5 separate regions of the Mus musculus genome follow, and all the other regions are linked to region 2. Evidence: chromatin contacts called from public Hi-C and promoter capture Hi-C data. All regions are on one chromosome and are shown on one strand. The core of a region is the stretch at or near the end of the contact, and the rest is flanking DNA. Distances in the headings are between cores, read along the strand shown.

The links. Promoter capture Hi-C pulls out the DNA fragments that hold promoters and counts their contacts. Hi-C and Micro-C count contacts between places; a contact is called where the count stands out from the background.
Region 1: a contact with region 2 is called in a promoter capture Hi-C map of pre-B cells. The contact joins the promoter of Mettl17 here to the promoter of Txndc16 in region 2. A contact is called at or near these places in 3 of 39 promoter capture datasets (frontonasal cranial neural crest, pre-B cells and second pharyngeal arch cranial neural crest).
Region 3: a promoter capture Hi-C map of pre-B cells shows a contact between it and region 2. The contact joins the promoter of Olfr750 here to the promoter of Txndc16 in region 2. A contact is called at or near these places in 2 of 39 promoter capture datasets (cranial neural crest and pre-B cells).
Region 4: a Hi-C map of B cells shows a contact between it and region 2, with 6 read pairs. The contact joins the promoter of Pip4p1 here to the promoter of Txndc16 in region 2.
Region 5: a contact with region 2 is called in a Hi-C map of B cells, with 5 read pairs. The contact joins the promoter of Chd8 here to the promoter of Txndc16 in region 2. A contact is called at or near these places in 1 of 39 promoter capture datasets (pre-B cells) and 1 of 484 Hi-C or Micro-C datasets (B cells).

The regions. Positions count from the first base shown.
Region 1 is chr14:51,883,410-51,886,109 of GRCm38.p6, forward strand. It overlaps Mettl17 (methyltransferase like 17), which reads left to right and starts at 1,433. Exons shown (of 14, transcript NM_001029990.1): 1 at 1,433-1,614; 2 at 1,742-1,895; 3 at 1,979-2,113. The coding sequence starts at 1,537.
Region 2 is chr14:45,217,979-45,220,678 of GRCm38.p6, forward strand. It overlaps Txndc16 (thioredoxin domain containing 16), which reads right to left and starts at 1,447. Exons shown (of 21, transcript NM_001310534.1): 1 at 1,239-1,447; 2 at 1,018-1,071. Gpr137c (G protein-coupled receptor 137C) reads left to right here and starts at 1,739. Exons shown (of 7, transcript NM_027518.2): 1 at 1,739-2,440. The coding sequence starts at 2,015.
Region 3 is chr14:51,070,162-51,072,861 of GRCm38.p6, forward strand. Olfr750 (olfactory receptor 750) reads right to left here and starts at 1,281. Exons shown (of 1, transcript NM_207558.2): 1 at 150-1,281. The coding sequence starts at 1,230. The coding sequence ends at 235.
Region 4 is chr14:50,929,380-50,932,103 of GRCm38.p6, forward strand. It overlaps Pip4p1 (phosphatidylinositol-4,5-bisphosphate 4-phosphatase 1), which reads right to left and starts at 1,470. Exons shown (of 7, transcript NM_001033271.5): 1 at 1,234-1,470; 2 at 755-945; 3 at 205-311. The coding sequence starts at 1,396.
Region 5 is chr14:52,256,377-52,259,076 of GRCm38.p6, forward strand. Chd8 (chromodomain helicase DNA binding protein 8) reads right to left here and starts at 1,384. Exons shown (of 38, transcript NM_201637.3): 1 at 1,302-1,384.

The sequences.
Region 1 (2,700 bases), core at 183-2,682, 6.7 Mb after region 2:
GGGAGGGGGAGGAAGGGGGGAGGGCGAAGCAAACTTTCAAAAGACTGCAGTAGGTAACACCTTTTCCACAGCTGTCGTACATACACACTCCCTCGAGTCTCCAGAGAGTCATTGGATAAAATCAAACCTCTACTACCCACATAAGACAAACCAAGCATCTAAGAATCCAGCTCACACAGATACCCATATATGGTCCTGTAACTTTTCTAATTGGACTGAAGACTATAGAGTACTCTTCGTCCTGTCAGCTAACTTCTGCCCCCAAGAGGCTAAAGAGGAAACCACAGCTGGGTAAAGTACTGCTGCCGGGACCCAAGAATTTACAGGTCCATGAGTCTTTTTTTTTTTTTTTTTTAAAGATGTATGAGTGCTCTGCTGCATATACATCCACAGGCCAGAAGAGGGCATCAAATCCCCTTACAGATGGTTGTGAGCCACCATGTGATTGCTAGGATTTAAACTCAGAACCTCTAGAAGAGCAATCAGTGCTCTTAACCGCTGAGCCATCTCTCCAGCCCCAGGTTTTGGGGGGTTTTGTTGTTGTTGTTGTTGTTTCCCCACACACACACTGATTAACCCTTCGAACATTTAGCTTAAAATTCTCCATTTGCATTTCAAGGACCAACAATACCCAGTACGGTGCATTGTTTAAAAATGTAACTCTGACTTTCGACTCCCTAGCACTTAATTCAGCTATCACCTATTAAGTTCATGAACTTGGGTAAATTAACCACGTGAAAAATTAAGTTAGCAACAGATGTTTGTGGAAATAAGATGGCGGGAATTCGGTGTGCTACGTGGGAAGCTCTTGATAGAAAACCTGGAGCAAACTCGCAGACAACAAATGTGAAAAAAAAGTAAGCTAATTTTTATATTTATTAATTTGCAAACTGTAATAGTTATTAGCGCTCATCGTTGACTGCCTAAATCTGATTTTTGTTATGGTCTTGTCCCGTCTCACAAAGGGAAACTAGCCACGGTTCAGAATTCTACAGCACCAAATGAAAACAAAGAAAGTCCACACTTTCCTTTTCACCTGCCTACCCCACTCTCAGCCCCACTCCTGCCCCCACCCCCGCCCAGCCCTGCCCCCGCCTCTGTCCTCCCAAGTCCCACTCCCTACCACCCCCCCACGTCCCCTTCTATCTCCCCACCCCAGTGAGACTGCTTCCCCCTCCACGCCGCCCCCATCTCCCTACTCCCCCAACCCCTCTCCCTCCTACCCCACTAGCCCCCCCTAACCCGTGAGACTGATCCCTCCCCATCACAAAACACGCCCAAGCCGGGTTGGTCTCGCCCGCAGCCACGCTCAGCATTGAGACCACGCCCCTTCTGAAGGCTAAGCCCCTCCCACGAACGGCCTTCTTCGCAGAGACGTACATAAGGTACATAAGGTCGCTTATTGGCTGTTAGCAAATACTCCCTCTTCTCATTAGTTGATACCGTCCGGGTCGAAGTTCCACGGAAGATGCTCTTAGCTGCTTGGGCTGAGGGTTACAGGCATGTGTACTTCCGTTTCCGGTGTGTCCTGAAGCCATGGCCACCGCCAGGACACCGAGATTTCTGCTGCTGTTCTGCAGATCCTGCCGCAGCCTTCGAGGACCCCAGTCCCGAGTAAGTGCATCTTCCTCTGCTGGCGGAGAACTGGGTTTCCAGAGACATCTCTCGGAGGAGGAGCGACCTCGGCGATGCCTCGGGCAGCAAGCACCTGCAACCATTCTGTTTCTTTCGCTGTCTGCAGGCATACGCCGCCCTTGTGCCCGGTGTGTCCCAGGTAGACAACGGGTCGGATTTCCTGGGGAAGAAGCCCCATCGAAAGCATCCCGGCATCCTGCATCTTCCGCACGTCCAGCTGCCGCAAGCACTGGCTGACGCCGCACAGTTAATGCTTTTTGGTGAGAAACTGCGGGAAGGGGAAGCCAGATAAAACCAAACGAGGCCAGCACGCAGCGATGACCCTTTCCATCTGTGACCACAGAGAGACCCATGCGCAGTGTAGAGAAGCAGGTGCAAGCACTCACCAACTATCTCTGGAGCCGACATTTACCTGTAGAGCCGGAGGAGTTGCAAAGACGGGCTGCGTATCTTGAGAAAAAATTCCTGGAAAAACAAGGTAGGGCTTAAAACTAAAAGGCAAACCAGATTAAAATGTCAACGAGAAATTAGGATCAAAGAATAATTTAAATCTCTCAGATAAATACTGCTGTTTCTCATTTGATGCTGTAGTAACAGCCCTACTAGATGATGCCCTGCTAAGAAGGTAGGTTGGGCCAGAGGTTGCCCTTGGAGATTGGGTAAAGGTCAGAAGTTTTGGTCTTTCGGGTTTTTTTATAAAAAATTTCCCCTCCACCGCTGCAAGTCAAAGAGATTATGACTATATTTTGATTCAGGTAAGTAAAGGCCATATGGCAGGCAGTTCAGTAAACACGAAACCCCACCTCGGATAGAAAATTATTACATTTCAGATTATTTTTAAGACTATGGACTTCATATTGTAAATTTGCCTTTTATTCTTGTATTCCCTGCACGTCCCACAGTACCTGGTTCAGGGTAGTGTCTTAGTGTTCTATTGTTGAAGAGATACCATAATCACGGCAACTCTTAGAAAAGAGAGCTTTTAACTGGGGCTGGCTTACAGTTTCAGAGGTTTAGTCGGTTGTCAGCATGACAGCATGCAGGCAGGCATGGTGCTGAAGAAAT
Region 2 (2,700 bases), core at 197-2,696:
GTGTACTCAAGTTCTCTGAAGGATCCGCATCTGTATAAAGACCTTGCAGCGAGCTTAGCCTGTGCTGAGTAAAACATCATGGAAGACAGAACATTATAAACAAGAACCAAAAATCAATCCTGCACTTCCCCTTTCCCTTTCAGTCAAAGCTGACCATCCACATGTGTATCTGGCTAAACATCTGTAACATAGCCTCCACCATACAGCTAATGAGAAAAAGACAACATCTAAATGCTGGAGAGTCTCCTGCCTCATTATAGTCTTCCTGATGAGCCTACCACTGAATAAACACAGACTTAGGGCTTTCTTTTCATTTTATCATTATTGTACATGTGTGTGCATGATTACACTTGTGGATGGTAATACTGTCTGGTGTCTGGCAAACTACTGGACCAGAATAAGTACAGAACAGATCTTAAGCCCCTTTGTAACATGTACTTGGTGGTGGAGGACTGAGAAACAGCCATCTTCTTAAGCAGACCTTAAGGAGGGAGTATTTAGGAAAGGCTGGATATTGGATGCTCCAGTAAATATGCTGTCTACAGAAGCACTGAATCTGCAATGAGAGGCTCACTCTGAGAACACAGGATCCTTCCTCATCTTGCATTACTTTGACTGATTTGCTACCAAATACCAAATACAAAAAAAACACAAAAAACAAAAAACAAAAAAAAAAACCTTCATGTAGTGGCCAACATACAACCGTTCCTCACTTATTTAAAGCAGAAATATACCTCTTATTTTGTATCTCTCAGTCTCTGATGAGAATAGCACCACTTGTTCCAACACACAAGCAGAATCTCACACAAACTCTTCCATTCTGGACAATCACCACATTGTTACTGCTCCGCGCTCCCCCCACCCCTCCCCTGCCCACCCCTGCGCCCAAGAGAGCTTTCTAAATTGCAAGTTTCGAAGAATCACCTTCCCCTTGGAGAAGGCCTCAACGTTCATCTGTTCCCAGGACCACCATCCTTCAGGACCTCTTCCCAAGAGAAGAAAGGGTTGATTACTTACAGTTTCCGCTCGCGCTTTGCTTCATTCGCTTTCCTCGCCCCGTGTTTCCTCCAGCTCAGAAAAAGAAAAGGGGGGGAAATGAAATCAAAACCAGCGTCGTTTGGTGCCCCCAGAAACAGGTGAACTGAATCAGCAAGCAACCTGGCTGGAGGGACGTTTGCCGAGTGCTGATGTGCATGCAATCCTGCAGGCAAAGTCTTGAGGCCCGCGCTGCTACCCACCTGCCTGAGATTCTCGTGCAGAGATGAAAGGTCTCTGAGGACAGCACGTCCCGCCATCAGAGTAGAGATGGTGACAGAAGGCGGGGCAGGGGCTGGTCCCTACGGCGGCTCCCAAAGCAACTACGCCTACCTGAGAAGCTCACCGCCCACGGCCGGCACTGCCTCCGCAAAATCAGTCTCTTGGGCGAAAAAACAACCCCCGAGGCTCCGCCTGCTCCTCGTGCTCCTTACGTAAGAGATCCTCCAACCAATGGACGGTCAGGGGGCGGAGCGAGAACAGCCCCAGGTGACAGAATCTGGAGTCCTCCCGCCGGCGCGAGGAAGTCTTGCAGTTGCTGGGCCAATCAGCAGCGTGGGTGGGAAGAGGGGCGGGGGTAAAAGAGGAGAAAGCAGAAGGCCAATCAGATCAAAGGCTTCTGGAGTGACAGGCTCTGAGGCCTGTGGTATTCCGAGTGAGGCGCCCGGAGGGCGCGCCCGCCCGGGCCAATCGCCGGCAGCTCACAGTGCGGAGCGAGCGCCTCAAAAGCTCGGGTTTCTCAGCTGATTGTCTCCAGCCGAGAGTTGTTTGCTGCTGCTGCGGAGCCGAGCCGCGGCCCGAGGAACCGAGCCCCCCGGGGGGAAGGGGAGGCGGGCCCGAGGGCAGCCGCGGCCATCGCGCGGGGCTGCGACTCCTGTCACGGCGCTGCCCGGGGCCGCAGGCTGGGGCGGGCGGGAGGTCCGGGGGGCGCTCGGGCCGCTTCCTTCCCGCGCTCCCTCCCCGCTGCTCGCGTCCCCTCATGAGGGTATCAGTGTCCGGGCCGGCGGCCGCCGCGGTCCCCACGGCCGGCCGCGAACCCTCGACGTCCGGCGGGGGCGCCGTCGCGGCCTCGGGCGCCGCGGTTCCCGGTTCGGTGCAGCTGGCGCTGAGCGTGCTGCACGCGCTGCTCTACGCCGCGCTCTTCGCCTTTGCCTACCTGCAGCTGTGGCGGCTGCTCCTGTACCGCGAGCGGCGGCTCAGTTACCAGAGCCTCTGCCTCTTCCTGTGTCTCGCGTGGGCAGCGCTCAGGACCACGCTCTTCTCGGCCGCCTTCTCCCTCAGCGGCTCTCTGCCCCTGCTGCGGCCACCCTCTCGCCTGCACTTCTTCCCGCACTGGCTGCTCTACTGCTTCCCCTCCTGCCTACAGTTCTCCACGCTCTGTCTCCTCAACCTCTACCTGGCAGAGGTAAGGCGGGAGGACCGGCGAGCGGGGGAGCGGGGCCGCCGGGATCCACTCCTGCCGAGACGGAAGGGGTCGGGGCTGGGGGAGGTGGCCGGAGGGCAGTCTGGGGACACTGAGACACTCCTGTCTTTCCCTCTCCCTCAACTTAAGCCGCTGATGGACTCGGTGCCTGAGGGGGTTGGAGAAGTGTGAGAGAGAGAGTATGCGTGCCCCGACAACTTAAGGCAGTGGGACACCCTTTGTTCAATGTCCCAGACCTCCAC
Region 3 (2,700 bases), core at 31-2,530, 5.9 Mb after region 2:
TGACTCCTAGTCTCACATGGCATACCCCATATTCCCCACATAGGCACATAATTAATAAAATAAGATATTGAAAATAGTGTGAGTTGTTATTACGACGCATAATATAGAGTTAATTCATTTTGCTTGAAAGAGAAATGTAGGCTTGTTCTCCTTGAAGCTCGTCCTGGCTCCTCTCATGATGAAGGAAAAGCTGGCAATGGAGATGTGTGGACCTGAGACTGAGTCCCCACGCTTTCAACTGGCTGTCTTCTTTCTCAAACTATCCCCAAGTAAAGACTGTTCTAACAGCTTGGCGACTACCTTCCTGAACATCTCTTTCAAAGCTTCCTTGACTTGATCGTTGCGCAAGGCATAGATAAAAGGATTCAGCAGAGGGGTCACAAATGTTGTTATCACGGTTACAGACCAGTTAGTATCCACAGAGCCGCTCTGGGATGGCCTTACGTAGAGGAAAATGGCACTTCCATAGAAGAGGGTTACCACCATCAAGTGAGAAGTACAGGTGGAGAAAGCCTTCTGCCGACCGGAAGCAGAGGGGATGCGCAGGACCGCCAGGACTATGTGGCCATAGGACGCACCAGTAATGGTGAGCGAGGACATGATGACAAGAAAGGCCAGGACAAAGTCAGCCTCCTCCAGTCTCGTGGTGTTGGTACATGCCAGGTGAAGCAAGGGTCCACTGTCACAGAAGAAGTGCTGAACCACAGCACCCTGTTTGCAGAAAGGAAGCAAGGCCACAGCCACTGTGGGGCCAAGCACAGGGAGGAGTCCCCCCATCCAGCAGGCCAAGGCCACCCGAAAGCACACGGCTCCATTCATTAGCAAGGGGTAATGCAGAGGACGGCAGATGGCCAGGTAGCGATCCACAGACATGACGGCCAACAGTAGGAACTCAGAGGCCCCCAGAAAGAAGTAAAAGTAAAACTGAGTGATACAGGCAGCAAAGGAAATGGTGTGCCGTCTCGAGAGGAAATTGCTCAGCATCTTCGGAATGATGACAGAAGTGATCAGAATCTCGAGGCAGGACAAGTTAGCCAGGAAGAAATACATGGGTGTCTGCAGGCGGTGATCCGCCCCCACCAAGACAACAATCAACGTGTTGCCTGTTAGAGTCAACAGGTAAACGAAAAGGAACACGGAGAACACTTCCGCTCCTGTGCTGTTGAGATTCGGGAAGCCTGCCAGGACAAACTCCGTAGTGCCGACACTCTGGTTCGCACGTGGAGCCATTATTATCTTTCCCAGCTGTAAAGATGAAACGACGTTCTATCACCCATCCTGAAACTCAGAGAAATTTCCCCTAAAGGGTAGCCACGTCTTAGGAAAGCGTCCGGAGTCTATATCTTCAACGATCTTGTTCTCAAATCTCGACTGATGGCTCTTCATTATGATGGGGAAAGTATCTCTGAACATCAGAGTTGGGTGAAAATACGAGAATGAGATTTTGTGAAGAAACAGAGCTCCGGCTGATTTCCTGCTTTAGAATTCTTGCTGTTTACACACACCCCGGTCTCCTACGCTCTGCTTTTCAATTACAAACTTTGGTAAGGAGCAAGAGAAATAACAGGACAAAGGATTCAAAAGTTTCCTGTGTCAACCTAACGAACTGGCAGAGAAAATCAGGACGAAAGTCAAAGCCCAGGCTTGGCTTGCCCCACGTTTGGAAGCGGATCAAGAGATGGGGTCCTTGCTTGGGTTTCAGTTACCCAGTTAAACAATTAGCTGCAGAGACCAGGGTATTTGATACACCAATTCTCCCCTTTTATGGAGAATTTTCACAATAAACCAAGAACCTAACTAAACTCAGATTGACACAAACTACTTGCATTTCTGAAGTAAGTGTAGTACACATAAAGGAGGCTGACTATAGCAAGAAGCCATATTGATCCATTCACTTACTCGGTTGCATTCAAGCTAAGTGCCCCGGCTAACATTAATATCAGCCCATGAGGCCTTTTTTCAATTTGTGACATTTTCCCTTCTGAGACAGAATCTGAAGCCTTTTCAAAAACAGGCTGTCAGAAACAGAATTGCAAATCACTGTTATAATTAATTAAACTGGAAATGAAGTAGATTCAAGCCATTCCAGTCCCACAAACTTAAAAAAAAAAAAAAAGGTTGAATTGATGGTATTGTAAAGTGCTGTCTCTAAAAGTCTCCACTAAAAGATAACAGAAAACACAAACTAAAGAAAAGAAAAAACTAAAGACTCTCAGTAGCAAAACATCAAGGTTGATTTTCAGAGCGTTGATTTTTCTCTAGCTAAATTGTTCCGAACACACCCCATTCTTGCAGTGACATTTTAGGACAACGGTCCCATTCCCAGCAGATGTTAGACTCCTGACTCTCTACTCTGGTCCCCCTTCTCACCTCTGGATCTCAGATGCGGGAGTGGGAAGCACGTGCCCCTTTCGTCTAGGATACAGGAGCTTTGTGGTTATCCGCCTTAGGGGCTCATCGCTGGCACTTCTCCCTCCAGCATCTACAGAAATCGCACTGCGCAGGTCAGGACTACAGTTTTACCTCTGCTCTCACCATGTGCCGCATTCTGTATTTAGCGATTCAAAGACAGGCCATGTTGCTGGATCACTGTCCAATGCCTAACATGACAGAAAAATTAGGGCTTGTGACCAGTAGCGAAGAAATGCTACTGATATGTACAGAATGCTAGGAAGAACGTGAAACACGAGCCTTAGAGGG
Region 4 (2,724 bases), core at 220-2,719, 5.7 Mb after region 2:
ACTTAGGAGGTGTAGGCAGGATGACTAGACATTCAAGGTGCTACTACACAGGCCTTCCTGCCTCCACTTCTCAGGTGCTGGGATTGAACACAGGCATGCACCACCTTGCCCAGCTCTAGATTTTTGTTTGTTTTTTTGTTTGTTTGTTTCCCTATTGCTTTACAACTTTCCTTACATATGGCCTTCTCTTCTTAGGTCTCTTACCAGTAGGGCCGAGGGCAGGCAATCCGCTGAGAAGTCACTTTGCAGATAAGGAGACAATTACAGGGGCATCGGACATACTTCTTTCCTGGAGGTGCATTCTTGATGGGCTAGAGAACAATGAATAAAGGAACAATGGGCATTTCAGCAGAGAAGCCCATTATCCCAGTCCTCTGCAAGGACATTACTGAGAAAGAGAATCAGACATTTGAGATATACAAATGTTGCCAGCAGAGTAGAGTGTGCCTGTGAGACTGGGGCAGGAAGATTGCAGAGTCTGATGGGAACCCGGGTCATTGTGAGATCGTCTCAGAAAAGCAGAGAACCCCAAAATACAAAAATCAAAAGCAACTGCAACAACTGCCAGTGAGAACTACACTTCAGGTCCAGGAAAGATCAAAAAGTGAGAGCTTGGTGAACGTTATTTTTAGTGAGTGGCTTCTAAAGAAATGGCTGCTGCAAGATGCAGGAACTGAAAGTTTCATGAACAGGGTGTTGAACCAGAAAGAGGATCCAGGAAACAAGGCCCATTCTGCAGATAGTTATAACTCACAGTGGCTTCGTTGCAGACACCACATTTGACTACATGCTGATGCATCTTGCCTTCCACGTTGATCGGAGACTGACAGACGCGACAGGTAATCATGGGGGCACTCCCACTATCCGGGCTAGTCAAGGGTGAGTAGGGGGGTGGGTCCTCTCCAGGCAACACGGCTGGATGTCCCTCAGGGAACGGGGGAAATGCTACGAAGAGGAAGCAGATAAACCCAAAATCATCATTCGAACACTTCCCACGGATGCTCCACGGACGTGGGGAACCCTCTGAGTAAGCTCGATCCGCTGCTCACAAAAAAAGCGCTCAGATCAGTTTCCTCAAAACCCGCTTTCAGGCCAGGCTTAGGCAGTGATTGCGGACCGAGGATGCCTCGCCCCGTGACAGGTGCCACGGGGCCACACCTGGCGCGGAAGCAGGCTCCGCCCCCTGACCCGATCCGCCCCTAGGCCTGCGTGCACCTCAGACCTCCGGCTTACCCTGGGGCGGGGCATGTTTACCGGCTCCGTACGGAGGTGCGGAGGGCGTCAGGCCTCCACCGGGCCCGGTCGCGCTCCCGCCCGGGCCCGCTAAGCCGTTGCCACCAGCGCCGCCATCGCCGGCCTCGGAGAGCAGCGGGGAGCGCTCTCCGTCTGCCGCCATGGCGACTCCCGCTCGGTCAGCGACCAGCTCCCGCCGCCGCTGCCACCGCCGCCGCCGCCGTCGCTACCGGGTCCCTAAGGCGCCTGCGCGCCGCGTTCGCCCGCAGCCAGTGCCGCCCCGCTCACGTGACAGGCTGGCCCCGCCCCTCTGCGCTGTCATTCGTGGACCTGAAACAGTTCCCGGTTTGTAAGGGAGCGTCCCTTCTCCATTGGAGAGAGACGTGTCACGTCACTGTCACATGGTCTTCCCGTAGCTGCTGAGTCCGTAAACACTGCACGTGACTCGAAGTTGTGCGAGCGATTGGAAGTGGGGCGGTCGCGCTACCTCCGGCCCAGGTGGGCGGCTGCCCCGCACGCGTCACGTGCGCAGCCTGTCGCGTGAGTCGCTCCTCATTGGGCCCAAGTCTCCCGTGGGACGTAACCCTATTGGCCCAAATTTAGCGCCAGAACGTGAGGGCGGCTGCCTTCTGGCTGGCAGGGCTGGTATCCTGGGCCGCGGGAACCGCCCTAAAACCTGGACAAGAATCGAAAAGCCACCGGGAGCTTGAGGGCTTAGCACGCTTGTCTGACTTGGCACAAGGCCCCCGAGTAGTGGTGATGTGGTTGCGTATGCCTGTAAATGCAACACTTGGGGAGATGAGTTAGGAAAGGGAATTCCAGGGTAGCGGAGAGAAACACTGAACTACACAAGGAGGATCAGAATACAAGAGGGCGGGGCACTGGGAAGATGCGTTAGCGGTTAAGGGAACTTTCTGCTCTTTCAAAGGAGCCTAGTTTGAGTCCTAGGGCCGATGCTACCTGTAACTCTACCTCCTGGAGATTGTGCACCCGGCAGCTACATACACGTGGCTTAAGTGCGTGGGCACACACACATATATATAAAATAAAAACGTCCAAAGTTAAAAAAACAGAAGGTCACAGTGTAGGGCTGTAATCCCAGACTATGGAAGATGGAGACAGGAGGATCAGACATTCGGGTTTGGCTAAGAGTTTGAGACCAGCCTGAGCTATATGAAGACTGTCTAAAAGCCTAGTGCGCATGCTGAGTCTGAGGCTGGCTAAAGCAAGAGGATCATGAGTTTGAGTCCGATTTGACTCACAAACGGAAATGAGAGACTGTTCCTGTAGGATGGTTATGGTGATGCTATCTGGTGAACTTAATGGTAACCATGCTGGAAGCCCTAGGTTCCCTTTCAGCGCCTAAAAAAGATAATAATAATAATTTTTTTTTAATTCTGAAAATGTGCTGTACTACCACTGCTACATCCACAGTCTTTAGTTTTGAGACAAGATCCTGGCTTGGAATTTGGTGATTCTTCGCAAACCTCC
Region 5 (2,700 bases), core at 134-2,633, 7.0 Mb after region 2:
ACTTCCTGCCCTAAGAAATTGATTACAACTTGTGGAACCTGCAGGGTGACCATAAAAAGATATTTTTAGGCAGAAGACACTCTGTAATCAAAAAGACAATATCCCAGCAGGGGCCAGAGGTGCACGCCTTTAATCCAGGCAGAGGCAGGAAGATCTCAGTGAGTTAGAGGCCAACCTGGTCTACAAATGGAAAGCCAGATATCCTTTCAAAAGAAACAACAGCAACAACATAAGGGAAACATTCAAATTGCAAATCCATGTCCTAGAATCTGATGTGCCCCCCCAAAACGACCTCAGTTGGCACTAAGCCAGTCTCTGAGTTAACAAACTCAGAACAGAGATTCTGTGGACATCGATGTGATGGCAGAATGCAGCAAAATCGCTAAAGCAAGGTCCTCACTCGTGTCTGAGATGTCTCACTGTGTCTATCTTTTGAAAGAAAATTACGTAGCGTTTAAAATCCGACTTCTGGCTCACTTTGCTCACTCACTGCGAAGACTGGTTCACTACATACCTCCTCTGGGAAGCCTTTAACGACGTCAGGACTGCCCCTTAAAGAGGCGCTGCTGCGTATGCACAGCTGCAGCAATGGCAAGCCGACTAGAAACAGGTAAATTAAGACACAAAAAAACCAAAACAAATTTTAAATAATATTCGCCAAGAGGCAGTCCTCCTCTAGTGAAGAGTTTACATAATGTGTCAGAAAACCAAAGAGCTCTGCAGACCTGTCAAGGAAGACACAAGACTTGTGCTGTTCGTTTCCTCGTCACCTCTACTTTGCAACAGCCCCGCAGAAATTGGGAACATAATAAATCCGAACACGTTCACCTCAGGCTTCCCTACCCACATTTACTAAAAACATTAAAGATAAGAGAGGAGAGGGAAAAAGAATCCAGCCAAAACAAACTAAAACCCTGGCCTCGCACTTCTGACTCCAACGTATGGAGTAACCTAACCGAGCAGGGGAGTTTTTCTTCTTGGGAAAGGAGGAAGAAGAAAAAGGCAACTGTCTCGAATGTGCGCCTCGCCCAGCAGTGCCATGACAAGCTCCAAAACTCCACGCTGGCCCTAGCAGCTCCCTCGCGGCCCGTCCCAGCACGGCCCCGCGGCCCGTCCGGTCCCCAGCGCCTGCCTCTCACAAAGGAGAGTGGTTCAGCCCCGAGCATCCCGCACCTGATCACCGCTCGGCGCTGCACCCGCATGGGTGCGAGCGAGCGAGCAAGCGAGGACGTTGTTACCCCACCCACTACCCGCCCAGGCTCCGACGAGGCTTGGTGGAGCCGCGCGTGCCGCAGGCTTACCTGAGCCAGTCCTGCGGCTTCCTTCCCTGGGCAAGAGTTGCAACCCACCGTCCGGGAGAACAAGGCGCCTTCCGGCGGAGCACGGCCAGCCCTCGCCGCAAGCAAGCTTGCTAGTCCTCCATGCGCCTGGGCCCGCCCACCGCCCTCCATCTACCAATGGCGTGGCCGGAGCCGGGCGCCATCCAGGAAGTCTCCGAAGGCTGGGAGGGCCTGAGGCTGGGAAGGGTACGTAGGCAACCGCAGATATGCCTGCTTGGAAATCGGAGCGGGCGGCGGGCTGGCAGGCCAGGCCTCTGACCCCCGCCGCTGGGGGCGCTGCAAACCCGGACAGCACCTGCTACCTGTCTCGGGAGGCCATCTTGGGTCGACTGGCTTGGTGATCTCCCACGATTACGTATAGGAATGTGAAGGCCTTTTTGGAGTTCTGTTGGTCCGTTTTGGTCCAGCCCCTACATGCCCTCCTCTCATGTACTCAGGATGCCTGTCAGTCATGGGGAGGAACTCTGGAAAAACGTTGAACAAGACTGGAAACAAGCCCCACCACCTCTTAAACGTAGGAATGATGCTGGTTTATCAAAGAAGCCAACGATCAGTTTTTCTGAATGCCACTTCTAGGGTGATCCTTGACAAGCAGGATTATCAACACATAATCGACACGGGTTTTATAGCCATTCTACTTGCTTATCTATGCACGTTTCAGATTTTCCAGTATTAGAGTTTTGTTTGTTTTTTTGAGACAGGGTCTCAATATATCAGGCTGGCGTTAAACACAGAGATATGGTATTTGAGGCATGAGCTACCACGCCCTAGACCAGTGTTCCGATTTTAGCAACCCAAAATTCTGAGTCATTTAGTAATATCGGGAGTGAGGAATTTCACTTAAAAAGCAAAGGACCTTAAATTTACCAATAGTTCCAATTACTACGCACGAATACACACTGGGAAACAAGACTTATCAGAGGTACACTGACGGAGTCATTTATTCTGGAAAGAAGCAAAATTTCACCATAGGTCAAACTACACTGAGAAAGGTGTTCCTGCATTTTCTAAAGTTCTGCCGACTACATTTCCATACAAGAAGGGTTTTTTGGTTGTTGTTTGTTTGTTTAAATACCAGTATTAGAAAACTCGAGGAAGCCGGGCGTGGTGGTGCAGGCTTTTAATCCCAGCTCTCGAGAAGCAGAGGCAGGCGGATTTCTGATTTCGAAGCCAGCCTGGTCTACAAAGTGAGTTCCAGGACAGCCTGGGCTACACAGAGAAACCCTGTCTTGAACCAACCCCCCCCCCCCAAACAAACAAACAAACCTGAAGGAAGCTTGAGCAACACAGCAAAACCTGCAAAATTTGTTTTTAAAGAGATTTATTTATTTTTATAAACTTTGCTCTTGTCATTTTCCCT